Regions from separate parts of the Mus musculus genome. Here region 2 is linked to region 1. A link is a contact called in public Micro-C data. All regions are on one chromosome and are shown on one strand. The core of a region is the stretch at or near the end of the contact, and the rest is flanking DNA. Distances in the headings are between cores, read along the strand shown. Region 1 overlaps Rims1 (regulating synaptic membrane exocytosis 1). Region 2 holds the start of B3gat2 (beta-1,3-glucuronyltransferase 2 (glucuronosyltransferase S)).

Evidence for each region. Hi-C and Micro-C count contacts between places; a contact is called where the count stands out from the background.
Region 2: a contact with region 1 is called in a Micro-C map of embryonic stem cells, with 3 times the contacts expected there. The contact joins the promoter of B3gat2 here to the enhancer-like site in region 1. A contact is called at or near these places in 1 of 39 promoter capture datasets (liver), 1 of 484 Hi-C or Micro-C datasets (embryonic stem cells) and 2 of 115 datasets of contacts at active chromatin or transcription factors (embryonic forebrain and stem cell-derived neural progenitor cells).

What each region holds. Positions count from the first base shown.
Region 1 is chr1:22,532,235-22,534,934 of GRCm38.p6, reverse strand. Rims1 (regulating synaptic membrane exocytosis 1) reads left to right here. Exons shown (of 35, transcript NM_183018.4): 7 at 695-926; 8 at 1,461-1,536. Among named protein-coding and RNA genes, the nearest start is that of Rims1, 270 kb to the left of the region's middle. Within about 2 kb of position 1,439, at least 102 of the 459 cell types and tissues checked have an H3K27ac peak or open chromatin away from gene starts, as enhancers often do. A contact at or near this core is called in embryonic stem cells, where this site is marked.
Region 2 is chr1:23,760,517-23,763,216 of GRCm38.p6, reverse strand. It overlaps B3gat2 (beta-1,3-glucuronyltransferase 2 (glucuronosyltransferase S)), which reads right to left and starts at 1,291. Exons shown (of 4, transcript NM_172124.2): 1 at 1-1,291. The coding sequence starts at 582.

The DNA.
Region 1 (2,700 bases), core at 190-2,689:
GGGGGCTGCCTGGCATGCATGCACACAGCTTTGGCTTTGAGTCCTAGTACTGTAACAAACAAACGCACACACAAATATCAGTGTTTCTATTGATGTGACTTGAGCAAGTTAAAATATAAGGTATGGTTTAGACATTGTTTTCTGATTAACAATATGATAAAAAGGGCTTAGGCATAATCACATCAAAATTAGTTTGCTGTTATCAGAGATTTGATTTCTGAAGTGAGCACGCATGTAATTCTAAAGGTTTTCTTGATAATCAGGAATCATAAGTACGCAGTGTTCATAGTATACATGCATGGAAAACACATTTGATCTTGTAGTGATGTAAGCAACGTTTGCTGCTGTAAGCTCGTCTTTAGATCTTATGTTATTATTGACCTATTATTTCTGTGTGAAATATTTTCAGTCATAAGAATGCAAGCATAAACTGTTCCTATTGAATTAAAACTTTTTATTTAAATTCAAACTTTAAAAGGTGAAAAGGAGTTTTTGATTCTATTGTAATGCAAAGGGTCACTTTTTCAATCTTAATTGGTACATAAATTTAACCTGGTTCTTGACTTCAAATTTTAAGTAGACATGGGATTCGAACTAATTATATGAAATAATTGATTTAGGGCTTGAATGTTGAGACAAGAATGTTTCTTGGTGTGCTGTTTAAATTTTATCAACTGTTCTCTGCGCATCACAGGAAGAAGGCTCCAGGGCTTTCAGAGCAGAATGGCAAGGGAGGCCAGAAGAGTGAGCGCAAACGTGTCCCCAAGTCTGTGGTGCAACCCGGGGAAGGGACCGCGGATGAACGGGAGAGGAAGGAGAGGCGGGAAACCCGCAGGCTGGAGAAAGGGCGCTCTCAGGACTACCCGGACCGGCTCGAGAAACGCGAGGATGGCAGGGTGGCTGAAGACGAAAAGCAGAGGAAGGAGGAGGAGTATCAGACTAGGTACCGCAGCGACCCGAACCTGGCTCGCTACCCGGTGAAGGCGCCGCTGGAGGAACAGCAGATGCGCATGCACGCCCGGGTGTCCCGAGCGAGGCACGAGCGGCGCCACAGCGACGTGGCGCTCCCGCACACCGAGGCTGCCGCCGCTGTGTCAGCCGAGACCACGGCGGGCAAGCGCGCGCAGACCACCGCCAGGGTCTCTCCCCCGGAGTCCCCGCGCGCACGCGCGCCCGCTGCCCAGCCTCCCGCGGAGCACGGGCCGCCGCCGCCGCGGCCAGCCCCGGGTCCGGCAGAGCCGCCCGAACCGCGCGTCCCCGAGCCGCTCCGTAAGCAGGGCCGCCTGGACCCCGGCTCGGCTGTGCTCCTGCGCAAGGCCAAGCGCGAGAAAGCGGAAAGCATGCTGCGGAACGACTCGCTGAGCTCCGATCAGTCCGAGTCGGTGCGGCCATCCCCGCCCAAGCCACACCGGCCCAAGCGGGGAGGCAAGAGGCGTCAGATGTCGGTGAGCAGCTCCGAGGAGGAGGGCGTGTCCACGCCGGAGTACACGAGCTGCGAGGACGTGGAGCTGGAGAGCGAGAGCGTGAGCGAGAAAGGTGAGCGCGGCTCGGAGGTGGAGATGCGCGCCCAGTGCCTGCCTGCCGGGAGATGCTGGGCTGGGGGACCGCTGTGCCAGGCGCACCTGCGCGGGAGTGATGTTCCCGGACGTTTGCAGCAGAGATGCTGCGCTCCGAGGTCCCTGCGTACCAGACGCACAGGCGCCTCCATCCCCCTTCAGGCATGCCTGTGAGCCGCACTTAGAGGCGCGTGGCCTCCGGTGGACACAAGTCTACTGGCTTTTGAGGTCCACGTGCTGAGGTCAGAGATGCAGGTGAAGATGTTTGTGTTCCAAGATTAGAGGTGAACTCGGGTAGGAATGCAGACTGTGGAAGGTTGTACTTTTTTGTTTGTTTGTTTGTTTATTTATTTATTTATTTTTAATGTATTTAACAAACCGCCACTGCCAGCTCCAGTTTTGAGTGAGAAGTTTCTTACTGATTTTGCTTCCTGTCTGTCATTCAGGGAACTGAGAGGTGCAATCTTAACGTTTTGAAGTTACTATTTTGGTGTGCATTTGTCGGGGAATAACTTGTTTTCTAGAAAACTCAACTGTGCATGTAAATGAGTTGTTTATACCATAGACAACTATATATAAAGAACTTCTTTGTACATATTCAATTTCTAAAGGCACAGTTTTCGATTTAAAAATTGATCCTTCTTGAAATTTGTGAATATATTCTAAATGATATTATTTGAGTTATTACATGATATTATGTTTTGCATAGTAATTTTGAGGTATGAAATTCACATTCCAAAGTAACTGAGACAGTATGATAGGCGTTTCCCTCTAAGTCAGTATTTTTCAGTCTTATAGTCATGTATAACTATTTAGGCTTAAATTAACTGAAGTTAAATAAATTTAACCATTCACTTCCTTAATCTCACCAACTATAATTCAAATGTTCAAAAAGTATTAAAAAGTGCTGGTCTAGGAAATGCTTCAGTTTAAAATTATAATCACACAAATCTCTTGGCGGCTGGTATTCGCATTGTAATGCTGTTCATTCAGATAAAGCTGACTACAGTTCTAACTTTGGTGGTAACTAACTTCCTTCTGATAGTATTGGGTTTTCTGTGAGTTTAGCAATGTGTTTGTATTTGGGTAGGGCTATTCTTTCAGGTTTCACCCTCCCATAATTTATAACTTCTAGACAGTACTA
Region 2 (2,700 bases), core at 42-2,541, 1.2 Mb before region 1:
CTCCAGACTGTACGTGTTGTCATCGTCGGCGAAGAAGAGCACGCCGGGTTGCGCGCTCTGATGCTGATGCCTCTGGCGCAGCCAGGCGAGGCCCGCGTTGCGCTGTTCGGTGGCGCGCGGCAGCCACGGTCGCTTGTAGCGCCGCGGCGTGGGCACATGCAGGTGCGTGTTGGGCAGGCCGGCCCGAGCTAGGAAGCTGCTCACCAGCTCGCTGCGCGTCGCCCGGTCCTCCACCAGGATCCAGTGCAACTGCGCCACCTGGCGGAAGGTGTTGGCCAGGCGAGTGAGCTCGGCTTTCTGCACCGGGCGACTGTAGGTGGGTGTGATGGCATAGATGGTGGGCAAGCGCGGCTCCGGCTGCAGCTGAGGCCGAGACTCGTTCCGCTTCTCGGCAGCGTCACGCCCGGGGCTACTCCGTCGGAGCGGGACTCGGGAGCCCCCGCAGCCCACTGCATGGGGAGAGAAGTAGGGACGGGAAGTGAGTTGGGGCGCGGGCCTGCGGGGGTCCACGTCCAACATGATGATGACAATCAGGATCCAGGGCAGGAGGATGAAGAAGCGGCTGCACAGCGCGGACTTCATGGTGCGCGCTCCCCAGCGTCTCGGACACCACCCCCTGCAAGGACTAGGCTCCGGGTAGGGGACCTCTGTGTGCAGTTAGGACAGCGGCAGCGTCTGCAATCAGGGAGAAGCCGCAAGCGCGCTCCCCTTCCGGACTGGGGCGTTGCGGGGACCTGGGCGTTGTGGGGTCGGCGCAGATGCAGGGCAAGCTAGAACTCCAGGGGGTGCAGGAGGACCGGCTAGGGTCTTGGGTCACTCTGGATGAAGTCGGCGGGAATCTGGACACGGTCCAGCCGCACTCCGCAGGTCCCGGAGTTGTGCCGAGTGCAAGCCAGGCGGCGGTCCCCGCTGCGCTCTTTTCCCGAGTGCGAGCCTGGAACGTACCAGGCGTTGTACCTTGCCGCTCCTGTCCCGCGTCGCTGAGGGCTAAGAGGATCCAGCTGCTGGCCTGGGCGAGCGTTCCGGGACCCCTTTGAAGGCGGTTGCCGGGAATGCTGAGGGCTTTCCTCCGTCACATGTCGGCCGGTGCAGCTGCGATCCCGGGTGGACACCGAGGATGCTGCGTCCCTAAGCTCCCGTTCGAGCGCCGCGGCAGAAACCTGTGCCGCTCTCTCCTTCTCGGAACCTCTCCCGGCTCCAGACAGCAAGATCCCAAAGCAGGGAAAGAAAGAAAAAGCGAGGGGGCGGGGGCGCTGCAGACTCGGGCGTCCTCCTAGTGCTCCGGTGGGAAGATAGCAGCGCTGCTACTGGCGGAGAGGGGCTGCGGGGCGGAGGCGGGAAGGGCCAAGGCTCTCTGCGGGGTCTGAGCCCGGTGGCACCAGGCGCTGCCTGCGGGCAGAGGCAGGGGGAGGGAGGAGGATCTCTGCTGGGTTGCGCGACCTCTGCCTGGGGTGTGTGTGTGTGTGTGTGTGTGTGTGTGTGTGTGTGTGTGTGGAGGTGGTGGGTGCTGTTTTCAGATCGCCCCAGGGTTCAGCTCACTGAACTGCTGCAGGGTCTTTGGAGATCAGCCAAGGAAACCCATTCACGTGTGACAAGTCCGGAGTCCTAAAGAGGGCAGAAGGAGAAAGAGGGAGGGGACAAAGCGGTCCTTCCCTGGCTTGAGGGTTGGTGTACAGAACCTCAGCAAAGAGAACCACTTTCTCTTGAAAGGCAGAAATCAATAGAATCCCACAGAGATGGAGGGGGTGCCGCACATAGGTGTCTGGCATGTGTGCCAGCCCATTCCAAGGAATCAATCGCAACTGCTCGGCCACAGTTGGATCTGTGGGGGACATTTTGACAACTCCGGCTGAGTATGTGTAACTTGCTTTTGTTCATGTTGGAGCCTTCCCAGTTTGCAGGCACAGGAATTATCCCCCAGGACCATCCCTGTAATCCTTTCAAGGAGGCTTTGGAGGTGGAATCACCTTCATTTTCTGGATGAAGGAGCAGAAGATGGAGACTTAAGGGAATTTCCTGAGGTCAGTGGTAACTGACTTAGTGGAAATAGAACGTGGGCGTCCTGGATAGAACCCACTGCCTCTTCACTGCACATCATCAGCACAGCCTGGCTGTGAGTGACCGGTCTTCCTAGGTGATGCCATCAGATCAAGTGGGTCAGAGGATGGCAAGCGGAAATACCTGGAAGACCCTCTCATATATAGAGAATCTATTAGCCGAACGAACCCCAGGCTGTTCTCATTCCAAGCACATTCCAGGGAGTCTGAGGAAAGCACCCCCACCCCCAATGAATCATTTCTGATTCCGTTTTCCTCCGCAACCCGACTTTCTCTGTCGCATGAAAATCCTTTTGACTATGTTCCTGAGGAACAAGCAGCACGCTGGGGCAGATCCTCCACCTTCACGTGGCTGTGTCCTGCATCTTGGGTTCGGTGTCTGGCACTGCGCACCTGTGAATTTTCACAACTACTCTCTTATGTTGTGGGGTAGTCACTAGAGAAGACTGCTCCGACTTGGGTTGAAGCAAATATATAAAGCATTTATTAGCCAGCCGGTGACTACATTGGGTGTTTGAATCCCAAGGTAGCGCTGAGGCTTTCTCAGGGTGAGCGTTTAAGCAAACAACAACAACAACAACACCAAAAAACAAAAAAATAAAACAAAACAAAAAACCAAACCTAAACAACAAAAGCCACGTTC